Linked DNA regions of Mus musculus: regions 2, 3 and 4 are each linked to region 1. A link is a contact called in public ChIA-PET, Micro-C and promoter capture Hi-C data. All regions are on one chromosome and are shown on one strand. Each heading gives the region's core, a stretch centred on a gene start, on an enhancer-like site or on the middle of the called end of the contact. The rest is flanking DNA. Distances are from core to core; before and after follow the strand shown. Region 1 holds the start of Evi5 (ecotropic viral integration site 5). Region 2 overlaps Rpap2 (RNA polymerase II associated protein 2). Region 3 holds the start of Mtf2 (metal response element binding transcription factor 2). Region 4 has its middle 15 kb from the start of 4930428O21Rik.

Region 1 (3,745 bases), core at 480-2,979:
ATCAGGCACCTATGATTCTCGAATTCCTCAAACCTCAAACGACAAAGCTCCCGGCCTTATGGGGCCAGATGTTAGTGAGAGATTAAAAAATTCCCAAGAGTCCTATAATTACAGTGTCCTGGAAAGGGATTGACAGGACTAACATAGGCGGGTTTTCAAGAGGCATTTCTCAGACCCAGAGACTAAGGCCCAGGTAAGAAGGTGAGGCCAGGAAAACTTCCCAGGTATTAGAAGTTTGCAAAAACTCTTGTGAGGGAGGAAAGGGTCATTGTGGCTGGAGAAAGGAGAGGATGAACATGGTCTGAGCAGAGAGGGGAGCTGGAGAGGTAGGCAAGGTGCCTGGCCCTGGAGGGCTTGGTTAGGGTAATTTTTTTTTCCCCAAAAGAATGGGATACTGAACAGCAACAAGGTCACATGGTACAGTATTTGAACAAAAATTCTTCTTGTGGTTTGAGATTTGGAGAAGGGTAGGAGGGGATGTGGATAAAATAGGCTAGGTCAGTGTCCTTACACTATCTGCAGGTCAGGGTAATTTTAACTAAGGTGGTTGCTGATGAAGGAGATGAGAGAGATTCAAGGAAACTTTAGCAGATAAAAGCAAAGAATTTGCAGATAAATTGGAAAGGTACATTATACTTTTTTTTCTTTTGCTATGGGGTAGATACATTAAATTATGATGAAGTTTTTTGTTTGTTTTTTGAGTCAGGGTGGTGTTGCCTTGGCTCTCCTGAAACTCTGTAGACCAGGTTGGCCCTGAACTCTGAGATCTGCTTGCTTCTGTCACTCAAGTGCAGGGATCAAAGGCATGCGCCAAGACTGCCTGGTACAATGAAGTTGTTACATTGCCATTAATAACCCGACCTAAGTTATGCAAAAAAAAAAAAAATTGCCTCAGACTATTTTGAAAATTTCAAAGCTGGGTGGAGGACATGGTTTTACTTCCCATTTCTTATCCTAATCTTGTTGAAAAATAGTCTTTTCTAGAAGTGCTTGTGATAGTGGAACTTTTTCTGGACAGGTCTTACAAATCTAAATGTAAAAGCCAGTGGTATCATATTAGTAAACAATTTTAGAGCTTTTCTGACTGCTTGATGGTAATTACTATCCTTTTGGTCACTTTCAAGTATATAACAAAAATGATTTATATTGCCTTTATTATTTTTTTTTTTTGTTGCCTGCAATTCCTTTGACAGGACCCAAATGAATAGGCTGTTTTTGTCCCAAACTAAGTAATTTCCTTCTAAGAATTTCTTGGTTGGTGTTGGATAATTGCCCACCCTCTGCCGGACTCCGAAAAAACCCACGGTTTATTCTAGAGGATTAGTGGAAGACCTGTTTTACCACCGCGAGTGCCATTTGATTAATATTATGTTTTTGGGAGTGAGACTCCGGGCAGCCCTCGCAAAGCTGCGCGTCGCTGTGCGCGCCCCAGGCCTGCGCGGATGCTCGCCCGGGGGGCTCCGAGGGGGCGTGTCTTGTGCTTCCCTGACTGGCCAGGGGCGGCTCGAGAGACTGGGAAGTCAGCAGTTTGCATGGCCGAGGGCTGGGCGCTTGGGAAGAGGGGCGGAGGACCGAGAGGGATCTCCCCGCCTCCGTTCCTCTCGGTCCAATCCCTTCGGCTTCTGCTTCGGCTTCGCCAGCGCGGCCGGGGCCCTAACCTGCTCGAACCCATTATGCCGTAGAGGCCGGCCGGGGCTCTTTAAGGCCCTCGCCGCGCCTGCGCCCTGGGCTTTCGTGAAGCGGCCCGACCAGAGCCGGGCGGAGCTGGCGGGCGTGGGGCTGCGCGGGGTTCTCCCGAGTCGTCGGCGGTACGGTGGAGGGTCGCGGGCAGCTCCGGGTTCCTGAGCAGGAGGCGTGCGCCGGGTCACGCGGGGAACGCGGCCGCGGAGGCCGAGCCGGGCCGAGGCGCTTGGAGGCGGCGGCGGCACGGCCGCCGGCTGCATGGGAAGTTCATGTTGACGGCGGAGTCCACCCCAGGTTTCCAAGGTGAGGGGCGCCGCGCCAGGCCGGGCTGCGGCGAGGGAGGGCGCGGGCGCCGCCGAGGGCCGCGCCGCCCACCCGGGCCGCCGCCGAGTTTGCGGCGCGAGCCCGCCGGGGCCTGCGTTCCCCGCTCTCGCCTGGCCCGGGCGGCCTCGGGGCCCGTCCTCGAGGACACGGCGGTCCGCCGCGCCCTGCTCGGAAAGTTGGCGTCTCCATTCGGCCTGCGGCGGCTGCCGGCAGGTGATGGGCGAGCCAGGTGTGCAGAGCGACGGCGCACGGAGCTCCTGTGCACCCGGTTGCCCATCGCCTAACGGGGCTAGCCTGAGATTAACCGCGGGTTTCCGGTGGGTTGGCTTGCGGTGGTGGCGCCTGCGCTGGTGACTCCGACCTTAGGTCTTTTCACCAAAGAGCGAAGCAAAAGTTCTGGACCGGTTCCCTCGCAGTCCCGTTTCTGCTGGAGGGGATTTTGAAGAGCAACAAGCGGTTTTCTTTGGAGAATAATAAACCTTTCTCCGCCGAGAGAATGAATTCCAGAGCTTCCTGAAGTTAGAGAAACATGGTCTGTTGGTAGTTTTTAATCTTTGCGCGGTGTTTTTTTTTTTTTTTTTTTTTTTGGTGTGTGTGTTTTAAATTTTATTAGTAATAATTTCTCAGTGTTCCAGAACTTTGCTTCCTGTAAGATAGAAAATGCTCACCTTCTATGAGAAGTTTGTGTCAAGGAAATCTTAGAAAATTTATTCAAGCCTATCTGGAGTAGAAAGATCACAATTTTAAGTTTTCAGGTAATGATTTTTAAGTGAACCAACACAAACCAACAAATTACTAGGTTGGGATATATACCTCGGAGGAGTGGAATTGCTGTTTTTTTTTTGTTTGGTTTTCTTTCTGGGTCAGAGTTTTGCTATGTAGCCCAGGCTGTCCCCGTACTCCTGCCGTCGACCTCCTTGCAGTATATTGCCACTATTTCTGGTTGATTATTTTTTAAAAATTTCTGGCATTAGGTTCTGTTGGGCCTTCTCAAGACGGTTGAGAACTCTAGTTATTCCATACTTACGATGCTTACCATCTTCAAAAAATGCTGCGATTTGGATGGTGGTACTTTATCAGTGTGTGACTTTATTTTGCCTGGTGAATGAGTTTAAAAATATTAGTCATTTTTGTATTAATCTTTTGTGAAATGCCTCTTTTACGAATTATGCTTAGGTTTTTGTTATTTTACTTTTCTTTTTTTTTGTTTGGTTTTTCGAGACAGGGTTTCTCTGTGTAGCCCTGGCTGTCCTGGAACTCACTCTGTAGACCAGGCTGGCCTCGAACTCAGAAATCCGCCTGCCTCTGTCTCCCAAGTGCTGGGATTAAAGGCGTACGCCTGGCTATTTTACTTTTCTATTGTTTTTTTAGTTCTGTCTTTTGTTTTGTTGGGGACAGAACCTACATCCTTGCATGAGCAACTGTGTTAACTTTCCAAGGTTTCTTTTATCAGTGGTCTGACAGTATCTGCAAAATTCCAGAAATAAACAACTTAGAAGTCTTAAATTTTTCTTTAAATTGAACTTATTTAGGTACTCTCGGGCAGGCCCCTTTCTGAGGACTTGATACAGATTAGCTCACTTAGTTTTAAGTTACATGCCTTTTGGAGTAGCTGAACATTAAGTGGGCTGCTAATTACTCCTTTGTCCAGCATATCTAGTTAGTTACTCAGTAACCATTGGGGGGTTGTCAGATGGACTGCTTTGCCATCTCCAGCTTGTGCTCAAGGGTCCCTTAT
Region 2 (3,745 bases), core at 565-3,064, 220 kb after region 1:
TTCGTTTGTGCTGCCATTGAGCTTCTGGACACAGTGAAACAGAGCGCCTCAGAATACAGAGACTGTCTAAAGTCACTACTTCAAAACTACAACAAACCCAAAGACTGAACTAGGGAATGAACAAAGAGGAAGCACTTCTAAGTTATCTGTGAAGTACACCTGCAGGATCTTATCAAGTGCTTACCCCACTTTTGTTAAACCGACTTTCTAGGCCCATGTATATATTTTCTCTCCTTTTTGACATAGGCTACGTTGCCCAGACTAATTCTGATTCCAGGACTCAAGTGATCTTTCTGCCTCAGCTTCCCAAGAATACAGGTATGTGCTCTACCCTCAGTTTAAATTATCCTGTTCAATCTTTTTCATTAAAAATAACCCATCATGGTCTGCAACCCTATAGGTAGAACAACAATATGAACTAACCAGTACCCCCAAAGCTTGTGTCTCTAGCTGCATATGTATCAGAAGATGGCCTAGTCGGCCATCATTGGGAAGAGGCCCCTTGGTCTTGCAAACTTTATATGCCCCAGTACAGGGGAACGCCCAGGGCCAAGAAGTGGGAGTGAGTGGGTAGGGGAGTGGTGGGGGGGAAGGGTATGGGGGACTTTTGGGATAGCATTTGAAATGTAAATGAAGAAAATACCTAATAAAAAATTAAAAAAAAAACCCATCACGCATTGAAAGAACTGAAGTAACTATTTTAACCTTCAAACTTCTAATAGTGGATACCAAAGAAAACAATGAACTGAAAAACTTCTTAAGATATAGCAACACATCAGAGTTGATATTTGACAATGTGTTTTCTATCTTTAAAGTCACTGGTAGAGAATGTGGATAGCAGTGAATGTTTTAAAAGTTAATACATAAAGTCTGTGAGGGCAGAGGGGACAGTAGCAGGACTGCAGGTGACACTTCGAAGAAAACAGGTACTGCAAACTCATTAACCTATAAAATCAAAAGCAGGAAGAGACTTCTCAGGGAGACTCCAGGGAAAACACAGGGACATCTGAAGCTGGTTCTTTACTGTGTGGCAAACAACAAAGCAAAGCCAAGTGTCAGACAGCATCCCCCTGACACGCCCTTTAGCCCACTGCTCCACATATGTTACACATCAAACGGAGAGAACACGTCAGGTTAGGACAGGCCATTTGTTGTTCTAACACCTGCTTAACAGGAACTATGTGCAGTGCTAGGAAGAGCTTCAAAGTATGGGCATGACTACTGAGGGATCTTTGATAGAACATTAGAGTCAAGGACTCGGAGCTGTGAAAATGGCTCACTGAGACTCAGAAGACCCAGCGGTCTGGGTTTGCATCCTGTCCCCAGACAGAGAGCCACATAAAGAGTCCAAGTTTTGGTTTATTGAACAATTAGAATTAAATAGCAGATTCAATGCTGTGTTATCCATCTGTACGGCAGTGAAAGTCAGTAGCAGGCTAGGATTTTCAGTGCTCTCCTCCTTTCCGATTCCTACCGCGGCAGTCATGGCACCACATTAAAGCACCAGGGCCTCCACTTGGAAACTCCTAGAACACTGTAGATCACGGTGGTCTGAATGATCACTTCTTAAACATCTAGGGCACCTGCATCAGTGATATCCCAGAACTCCACCCTCAACACTGAAGCAGGAGCACTGTCTCCTAGGGAGTTTTCTGAGAGCAGGTGGGCTGTTGCAAATGGTACTGGACAACCATCTCCCTCACGTACAAGTGATCTAAGTGAAGAAAGAGCTGTGACAAGGTCTGTGAGAGTAAATGTCACCAGAAAGCACAGTATGGTTATGGGTGGAGGAAGGACAGGAAACAAAAAGCCACACTTTAACCTATCAGATTTGAGAAATTACTGGGTTCATACAGAGTTCTGCTGCAGGGTGGGAATCCACTCTGTTGCTCACCAGGCACAAAGGCCATGAAGATACAGTGACTATATCCCTTGCCCCTCCTATCTTCTCTTAGAGCTAGGAAGGAGGGGGTATGAGGGAATTTTCTGCCTAAAATAAAGACAGACTATGTTTATATATTCTGTGCTTATCATGCCAGCAATGTAAATAGATACATGAAGCCTGAAGTGGAGGCTCACATCTGTGATCCCAGCATTTTTGAGGCTGGGGTATGAGGACTACCACAAGTTCTAAGCTAGCCTGGGTTCAGGATAAGACCCTATTTTTAAGTCCTAAATAACAAGTACAATACCTGACAGTCTATGGGAACAGACTCAAATGAAAGCAAAGAAAGTCTTAGGTTTCATAGGTTTACCTACATTTAAAATGAGATAGGGTCTCACTACAAAGCTCAGTCTCCTGCCTTGGCCTCGTGAATGCTGGGTTACAGGCATGATGCTTGGCTGAAGTGCTTCACTAAGAATGGTGCTGGTAAAAATCTAAAGCAAGTTTAACTGTGGCACTCTAAAGAAGTTAGAGTTCTCAAATGTGACTCAGCACCAGACTATCTTGTTCTAAAAACTGAGCCAGGATCTACCCTTCTCTCCAGAACTAAATGACAGAGGACTAACCGGAATATCTGTCCTTATCACCCTATACTCACACTCAAAGAAACAAAACACTGGCTCCCTGTGACCCAGAACACAGAAGCTCAAGATGCCATGTCTTCAGAAAGCCGAGGGCTCACAGAAACCCCAGATGTTATGCAAAACATCTTCCTCAGAAATGAAAAAGAAATCAGGTATATGTTTTTCAGAAGGAATCCTGCCTGTATATTTAGGGCTCTTCAGAATATAAATAGTTGGAATTTCAAATTTTAGGTTTCATATTTAACATAAACTTACTTTTTTTTTCTTTTCTTTTTCCTTCTTGAGACAGGGTCAGTCTCTATGTAGCCCAGGCTGGTCTGGAACTCAGAGATCTGCCTGCCTCTGCCTCCTGAGTACTGGGGTTACAAGTGTGCCACTGGCCTGCACCTTCAACTCCCTTTACTGTGTTGCTTCTTGAACAGAGACAGAAAGTCTAATGCTAACAGGGAGGGAGCCCACAAACATTTGTCTAGCCTGTGGATCAGACTTCCTCCCCACAAGAAAACAACAATCAGCTGGGCTAAAAGTCCAGAAAGTCACCATGCTGCAGAGCCTCCTCCTTTCTATAAGATAACACAGGTTAGGCCATGTGCTGTGGCAACTGCTGCACGCTACTTTTGCTGACCCGACAAGGAAACAAACACAGAGAGGTTAGAGCCGAGTGTCATTCAGCCACTTCACAGTGGGCTGTAGAAATGTACCATTCTCTTGCAGACCCCAGCCGGTCCCAAACACAAGTCAGTGATTTACGACTTTCTAAAAAGATTCTTTTTAAAATGAGACTAACTTGTTGGTCTTTCTGTGAAGTTGCAGCAGGTGTCAACTCCAAGATGAGGCCCAAGCGACTCTCTTAAGGTCATGTAAGTGGGGAACAGACGAGCAGATAACCCCAGAAGCATCCCCACAGTCTGCACTTCTAACCACGAGACCACAGCAGCTCACACATCTGATTCATTTTAAGAACCGAGCAGGTCTCATGATTTTCAAAGGCCATTTGTGTATGCTCTTCAAATAAAGCATGGGGTCTGCCATTACAAAGTAAATGTGCTAATGAAGTGATGCTAACACACCCTTCTACTGTGTGCCACAGCCTAAGCCAGCCTGTCACACACAGCTCAGTCAACCTTACTGAGACCAAATCTTTTGGGTTCAAACTCCATCTTAGATAACCTGACCTAAGATTGAACTCAAGTTAATTAACAGGCCAGTACCTAGC
Region 3 (3,745 bases), core at 578-3,077, 200 kb before region 1:
TCAGTGTGCAGGTGCAGACAGATCTGTCTTTTCAAGCCAGTCTGGAATACAAAGTGAGTTCCAGGCTGGCCAGAGTTATATAACGAGACCCTGCTTCAAAACTTAAAAAGGAAAAACAAAAAAACAAAAAACAAAAATCCTCCACTTAAAGCATTGTCCAGGGGGCTGGAGAGATGGCTCAGTGGTTAAGAGTGCCGATTGCTCTTCCAGAGGTCCTGAGTTCAATTCCCAGCAACCACATGGTGGCTCACAACCATCTGTAATGGGATCTGATGCCCTCTTCTGATGTGTCTGAAGACAGCAATAGTGTGCTTATATACATTAAATAAAAAAATAAACATTTAAAGTATTATCCAGCATCCTAAAAAGAATCAGTTTTTTTACCCACAATTCTCTCCCAAAAAAGAAATTCCCAAAAGAAAAATTAAAACATAAAGGCTGAAAACAGTCTGCAGAAGTTCCTATGAAGATTACATGGAATCTATTTGAAGGAGAAAGTACTTGCTGCTAGAGAAAACGGAGTCAACCAACCACTAACATATTTCTAGCTCTACTTTGATCTCATGAGGTACTTTTCTATGTCAATTACAGGCTTGTCTGGGTTTTCAAATTCTAACTACTGTTGCATGGTAATATCTTCAACCAAAGTTAAAGGTTTTAAAGAATAAAACAGCATTCCATACCCCTTTTCCTATTGTTCACAATCTCTCGTACCACTCAATAAATCCATCTCTGCCAAAGAAAAAATTAACCACCAAGGACTGCAGATTGTAAATCACAGTTAAGAGTTCTGGCACTATGGAAATGTGTTAAGAAATCCTGGAAAATTTTGGTTAAACCCCTTAGTGCCGTAAGTAACTAAGTTGTAATGATGAATACAAATTATCAGGGCAAGAAATTTTAATTGAACGGAAGAAATGCCTCCAAATAAAAGCTATCTCTTCCCCGTATCAATTCACCTATCACTTCTTCTCTTTAAGCTTCCAGGGCTTGCTTTCCAGGGTATTTTCCTCATCCTCGTACGCTAGCTATCTAGCCCACCACTAGATTCCCCTACCACAATTCCACACAATTCCAGCACCCTCTGGTTCCAAACTGCTACTTTCCTTAGCACCCCTTAAAGTGCCAGTCAGCCCCTCTACTAGGCTCCCCGCATTCTGACGGCTCCTCCCCTCGGTTCCCCACCCCCTCATCACCAGGTTCATCCTGCCCCTCCAACCGTCTCCCGCCCCCAGGTTCCTTCCTGCCCTCCAAACACAGCTTCCCTGTCTCAACGTTTTATCTAATTCCACCAACTGACTCCCGAGCGGGGCGCCCCGCTCCTTCCCCCAGTCCCTATTTTTACCAACATCTCACTGACTACCCCTCCCGATCCATTCTTTCAACATATGCATCAATGCAAAAACACCCCCACACAGGACTCCCTTGCCCAAAGCGGAGCCTCCATCTTTCCCCTTTCTTTTGCTTCCTTTCTTTCGTCTCTCCTCATCCCAACCTCCTCCCAAAGAGTCGGTTCCCAGGCCAAGGTCTCTCACCTCATTCGGTCACTTAAGTGGTGCCAACCGCTTCATACAGGAAAATAGAAGCAATCTCGTTCCCGTGGGCGCTCCCCCGCGAGTCCGGGCACTCCCTGGGCACCCGCCCCAGCGGGAGCCCTGCGCACACGCACACACACACCGAGTTCCTTGGGGACGAGGGTTAGGAAGGAGAATGTGCGTGCTCACACCGGCCTCAAACACAGACCACTTCGCAACAGCCCTTCGCCATTTTGGTTTCCCGCGGACTAGCGGTGCATTCTGGGAGCGCGGAGCTACTCCGGGGCCGAATGGCAGCTCTCCAGAGCCGCAGAGGGGCGGGGCCTGCGCGGCGAGCGCGGAGGAACACCGCGCCCTGCGTCCCGGACCAGCGCTGAACAAAGAGGGACTCTTTAACGTCGCGGTGGAATTAAGTCCTCTTGCTGCCGGTGCAGACACAATAGTGAGCGCAGCGCTTCCCGACGCTGATGCTTGCCTTACTAGGTCTTTTAAAAAGAGAGATCGTGTCCAGTCTTTCGTGCGGTCTTTTTTAATGCCCTCAGAAATAGGATATTGCTCAGTACATCTTGATGGGGTGATTTCCTTTCTGAAGAAAGGAAATTATTAACTGGAAAAAATACTTTTCTTTTACCTTCACCTAGAGGCCTGCTGTTATAATCCCCTTAAGTGGGGAGGAGACCCTGGATGGCAAATTTCGTTCAATGAATACTATCCAAATCCAAACTTATCTGGAATCTGTAATGGGAGATTTTCACTTTTTTTTCCTCTGACGATGAACGAGATTTTTTTTTCCCTGTTTACCTGCTTTGTGACCTTTCCTAATTGTAGTGAAATTTGAGCATACCCTCCTGCAAAGCAGTTGATTGAAGGAACACACAACTTTCATACTATTGCAGGCTTTTATATGAGGCCCAGCTGATAAATGGAATGCATGCTTATATCTTTGACTTATATTTGAATGCAACCCAGCACTTATAGAAACACCTGTAATACGTTTCTATTTTGTGAAAATATTTTCAGAGTCATATACTTTTTATCACAGATTATGTCACAGAGGCAGTACTGAATTTTCTCTCTGAAGAAATACCTCTTATGATCTAAATTCCTTTCACTCATATTTCAAGAGTTCCCTTTAAGCTGGGCGGTGGTGGCGCACGCCTTTGATCCTAGCACTTGAGAGGCAGAGGCAGGCAGATTTCTGAATTCAAGGCCAGCCTGGTCTACAGAGTGAGTTCCAGGACAGCCAGGGCTATACAGAGAAACCCTGTCTCGAAAAACAAAACAAAACAAAACAAAAAAGAGTTCCCTTTACCTAGGTTCTGAAAAATCTGGCAAATAGGCATATTCATATTATACTACATTTTTTTTTCTTTTTTGAAGACAGAGTCTATCTATTATATAGCTCTGGTTGTCCTGGAACTCATTGTGTAGACCAGGCTTGCCTCAAGCTCACAGAGATCTTCCTGTCTCTGCCTCCTCAGTACTGGGATTAAAAGGCCTGAGCCACCATGGCTAGCTTTGTATTATACAGTATATTTTATTCAGTACATTATATCAATCTGTGTCTCTCCCTCTTTCTCTCTCTCTCTGTCTCTCTCTCTCTCTCATGTGTCTCTGTATCTGACTCTCTCACACACACACTGTCTCTCTCTGTCTCTCACACACACACACTCTCTCTGTCTCTCTCACACACACACACTCTCTCTGTCTCTGTCTCTCTCTCTCTCTCACACACACACACACACTCTCTCTCTCTGTCTCTGTCTCTCTGTCTCTGTCTCTCTCTCTCTCACACACACACACACACACACACACACTCTCTTGTCTCTGTCTCTCTCTCTCTCTCACACACACACACACACACACTCTGTCTCTGTCTCTGTCTCTCTCTCTCTCTCTCTCTCTCTCTCTCACACACACACACACACACACACACACAGTAGTTAAGAGCTCTTGAGTACCTGTGTTCAATTCCCAGCACCCACATGACAGATCACAGTGTCTTTAGCTCTAATTCTAAGAGGCAAAACAGCATAGTACATAAAATAAAAATAGGTAAGTCTTTTAAAAGAGGTTGGAGAGATGGCTCAGTGGTTAAGAGCACTGACTGCTCTTCCAGAGGTCCTGAGTTCAATTCCCAGCAACCACACAATGGGTCATAAACTGTAATGGGATCCGATGCCCTCTTCTGGTGTGTCTGAAGAGAAGGA
Region 4 (3,745 bases), core at 865-3,364, 180 kb after region 1:
GCAGCAAAACATTAAAACCTCCTATACATACTTAGTTTTTCGTCAGAATATATTGATGGTATATATAATGAAAATATTGCCTATTTCATAAAAGGGGATCAGACTTGGGCTGTGCAGTTCCTTAGCTCAATAAATGACAGAACTAGGAAAACTAGGAAAGTACCTCCAAGAACTGGCATTATATCTGAGACTTTAGAGAACTCTGCAAAGAGCAGAAGATAGAGGTGGAAATGTGCAGAGGCCTCGGGGTGGTGAGGTGGTAGGCATTGGTATTCTTGTGTTACAAGAAGAGAAAGGGTACAGTTAGATATTAAGAATAACCAGCTATGGGACTTGAGAAATGGCTCAGTGGTTAAGAGCACTGACTGCTCTTCTGAAGGTCTTGAGTTCAAATCCCAGCAACCACATGGTGGCTCACAATCATCCGTAATGAGATCTGACACCCTCTTCTGGAGTGTCTGAAGACAGCTATAGTGTACTTACATTTAATAATAAATAAATCTTGAAAAAAAAAGAATATCCAGCTATAAAGACCCCATCATACCAAGAACCTCATTCTACAGACCCAGGGAAAGGAAGCCTTCCCAGCTTCCTAGGAGTGGAGATGGGCATAGACCTCAAACTCCTTTGCCTCTTGCTTGGGCTTCTGGAAAGCTGATCAGCTAACAGGAGCCTGGAATTCCAGGTGAGAGGTTGCCAGTGGCCTCAGAATAGAGGCCGTCTTGCACAGGCTGTGTGCTGAAAAGGCGAGGCAGGAGCTAATAGGCGATTTTTATAGCAAGTGACTTAGAAGCTGGAGTTACCATTTTGGTAACTCTAGTTTTCATATTACAGGGCTTATGTTAACACAGAGAAGCAAGGGTCGGGAGGAGACGAACAGGGGTCAGCCAGATGGTTCAGCATTGCTTGCTCCTCATCCTAAGGACCTGAGTTTGATTCCCAGAACCACAATGCGGAAGGAGAAAACGGACTCCTAAAAGTTGTCTTCTGATATGCATACATACACAATAACTAAGTGTTTTTAAAATGTAAAAAGCATCAACGAAAAACCCAATAAACCAACCAGGAGCTGAGGAATTTGTAGTTCAGTGTCAGAGTTTATGGTTATTTGATATGCACTAGAACCTGGTTTTATCCCTAACACTAACGAATAAAATCGTCAGCTTTCAATTTTACCATTAAACAGGAGAGGACTAGACACAGATTACGATTTTCTGAAGACCACTAACTAGGATTGGGGAATTCTCTGGAGTGGAGCTCAGCTTGCCTCCTGTGAGTGTGTTTCTGCCTGTGTCAGGGTAGCGCCATCCACTGAGGCCACACCCCTGATATATCTTTTATTTATTTATTTTTACAGGGAGGAGTTATTTGTTCTTGCTCATGCCTTGTATTTTCTTTATGTTCGAAGATGTCATCAAATGATCCCCTTTGGATTCTTCGCTAAAGGTTTGTGGAGTTGCATTTGAAGTCTTCCCTCACAAACAGCTTGTTTCAACACTACCATGGCACTAACCGATCCGTGAGAAGCTCACTCACTGTCACAAAGCAGCCCTGGAAGGTAGTGAGTCTCATGGCCCTCACTCGCAGGTTGTCCACTGTAAACGGAGCTAGTGAACCCTGCTAGCCAGTGCGCTGGCAGGACAGCCCAGCAGCTGGCTTTCAGAAGGGACCTGAGCATCGCTCCCACTTGGATTTCTCAGACTTGTCAGTTCGCAAGTGTTCTTTCTTTAGCCAAGAAAGACAAAACCACCTCCGGGTGTACTGCCCCAGGGCTGTTTTGAGAGCATTTCTAAGAGCCTCTAAGGAAGGTGTATATCCACATCTCTGATTTATGTAAAACGATCCGCCCCAAACCAAAACAGACCCTTTGCCTCCGCGGTCTGGCCTGCTTCCCAGCTGTTGGCATTCTCCGGAATCACTCGCAGCACCGGCTGCTCCACCAGAGCTGGCGCAAAGTCAACAGCTCCGCCAGGCAGGCGCCCCACCCGCCATTTGATTTTGTTAAATCACTCCTTTGGCTAATATTTCAGGGACAGACACGCGACGCATCTGGCTCCGGCTAGATATTTTCAGTCTCTCGGATCCCAAGGTAAATATTTGCAGGGTCGATGGCTGCAAAGTAGGCGGGCGTGAAGCGGGGCGGGTCCCCAGCTTCCACTCAAGGCCGGCGCAGCTGCTGCAGCGCCCCGCCCCTTCTCCCACGCCCCGCCCACTTCCCCCATGAGCCCCAGCGCGGCCCGCTCGTAGCTTCGTGTGTGCAGCGCATGGCTGGACTTCAGCTTCCGCGAGGCTGGTTTCGAGGTGAGGCGCGCGTGATGCCCCGTTGCCATCCTGTAAAGCTCGTGCTTGCACTTTTGTTTATTTTCAGTTTTATTTTTAGCAGATATTGTTTCTGTTCTCCCCCCCCCCCAACCTCTGCTAGGCAAGTACACGTGGTCACGTGTGGAGTCAGGAGGAAGGGTAAGGAGGCTTCGGAGAACCTGGGACAGGTTTGGTTTGAGGGGCCAGGTTTGTCTGAAGTACCCTCTGAGACTTCCTCCTGGGAAGAGATTCCATTGTGTCAGGATTTTCCTACACACGTGGGCACATTTTAGGAAGAGTTACAAAGTGGGCTTTGGTGCTAGGAAAAGGTGGATTAGGTCAAGGATATATTAGATATACATTTCTTTATTGTGGCAGGATAGCTTAGGTGTAAACAAAGGAGCCCATGTGGAGACCATGATGGGAAACCTCCAACCCTTGGTTTGGCCTACTCGAGACCTACAATTCTTTGGACATATAGTTCAAGTGAGCATTTAAAAGAACAGAAACCAAATATGTGGTAGCATGTTAAACACTCAGCCCTGCAGTGATATGCTTGTAATCTGTTGCTTTAATTTGTTTCCTCCCCCACTGAGTTGGAGGGCGGGACTACGGTGTGATGGATGATATTAGGGTTGTACAGCTGTAGAGTCAGATGCATCCTTATTTTAAATGCTCACATTTTGTTCATCGTGGCTCCTGTAAAATATTAACGATGTGCCTACTACACCCACCTAGGGAAGGGTATTCTTGAAAAGTGTTAGCAAAAGTCAATAAATAAAACCTTTACAAGTTCTCCTGAAATTAGAAATCAGATTGAATCCCAGGCATCCAGACTCCAGGCTTTGCCTTAAACCTGTGCAGAGTGGATGGATCTAGCTAGGCCATATAGATCTTTTTTGGCTGCAGCTAAAACATTTACTGGCAGCAGGATCAGATCCTACTCCTCGTGGTAGCTGGGTCCTCCCTTGGAGCCCCCTCTGCTGTCTTCTCTTACTGCTAATTGACTTCCTGAATCCCCACAGCAGCTGCTGGAAACCTTTCCAGCTCTTCCTGCTGTGGTTTGTGCTGGTGACCAGTTCCCATTTCCACCATCCTCACCTGGGACCTTCATCTCCAGATCCCCCCACTTCTTTATATTTTCAGGGTGTCCTTTCCCTCCCTAAGCTGAATTCTTCCTCAGCGCTCTGGCCATATTTTCCTCAAGGCTAATAATTTCTCCCAATCTCATCATCAACCTCTTTTAAGTTTTTTGTTTGTTTGTTTGTTTTGTTTTTTATGTAAGAGTCATGAATATTTTTAGTAAGAAACTTGGGGGAGCTTAGGGAGATGGCTCAGTTAGAAGAGAACTTGCCGTATAAACATGGATCCTGGAGTTTAGTTTGCCAGTACCCATATTAAAGACCAGGTGTAGTGTCATAGTTCTGTAATCCCAGTTCTGGGG

Evidence for each region. A called contact is a pair of places that touch in the nucleus more often than the background predicts. ChIA-PET counts read pairs in DNA pulled down with a chosen protein or histone mark. Capture Hi-C pulls out chosen DNA fragments and counts their contacts.
Region 2: an RNA polymerase II ChIA-PET map of effector CD8 T cells shows a contact between it and region 1, with 31 read pairs. The contact joins the enhancer-like site here to the promoter of Evi5 in region 1. A contact is called at or near these places in 1 of 484 Hi-C or Micro-C datasets (nephron progenitors), 2 of 115 datasets of contacts at active chromatin or transcription factors (effector CD8 T cells and memory CD8 T cells) and 2 of 9 other capture datasets (liver and pancreatic islet).
Region 3: a contact with region 1 is called in a promoter capture Hi-C map of pancreatic islet. The contact joins the promoter of Mtf2 here to the promoter of Evi5 in region 1. A contact is called at or near these places in 1 of 15 datasets of contacts at CTCF or cohesin (the NIH/3T3 cell line), 1 of 484 Hi-C or Micro-C datasets (uterus), 4 of 115 datasets of contacts at active chromatin or transcription factors (bone marrow-derived macrophages, embryonic stem cells and memory CD8 T cells) and 4 of 9 other capture datasets (adipose tissue, liver, macrophages and 1 more).
Region 4: a Micro-C map of the HL-1 cell line shows a contact between it and region 1, with 2.1 times the contacts expected there. The contact joins the enhancer-like site here to the promoter of Evi5 in region 1. A contact is called at or near these places in 3 of 484 Hi-C or Micro-C datasets (the HL-1 cell line, double positive thymocytes and myocytes), 4 of 115 datasets of contacts at active chromatin or transcription factors (bone marrow-derived macrophages, craniofacial prominence, effector CD8 T cells and 1 more) and 2 of 9 other capture datasets (liver and pancreatic islet).

The regions. Positions count from the first base shown.
Region 1 is chr5:107,867,032-107,870,776 of GRCm38.p6, reverse strand. It overlaps Evi5 (ecotropic viral integration site 5), which reads left to right and starts at 1,729. Exons shown (of 20, transcript NM_001378824.1): 1 at 1,729-1,986.
Region 2 is chr5:107,648,665-107,652,409 of GRCm38.p6, reverse strand. The region is part of intron 11 of Rpap2 (RNA polymerase II associated protein 2); the gene reads right to left. Among named protein-coding and RNA genes, the nearest start is that of A930041C12Rik, 17 kb to the right of the region's middle. Within about 2 kb of position 1,814, at least 39 of the 459 cell types and tissues checked have an H3K27ac peak or open chromatin away from gene starts, as enhancers often do. A contact at or near this core is called in effector CD8 T cells and memory CD8 T cells, where this site is marked.
Region 3 is chr5:108,063,756-108,067,500 of GRCm38.p6, reverse strand. Mtf2 (metal response element binding transcription factor 2) reads right to left here and starts at 1,827. Exons shown (of 15, transcript NM_013827.3): 1 at 1,536-1,827. The coding sequence starts at 1,540.
Region 4 is chr5:107,686,505-107,690,249 of GRCm38.p6, reverse strand. No RefSeq gene overlaps it. Among named protein-coding and RNA genes, the nearest start is that of 4930428O21Rik, 15 kb to the left of the region's middle. RefSeq lists an enhancer at 1,261-3,488. Within about 2 kb of position 2,114, at least 218 of the 459 cell types and tissues checked have an H3K27ac peak or open chromatin away from gene starts, as enhancers often do. A contact at or near this core is called in the HL-1 cell line, bone marrow-derived macrophages, craniofacial prominence and 4 more, where this site is marked.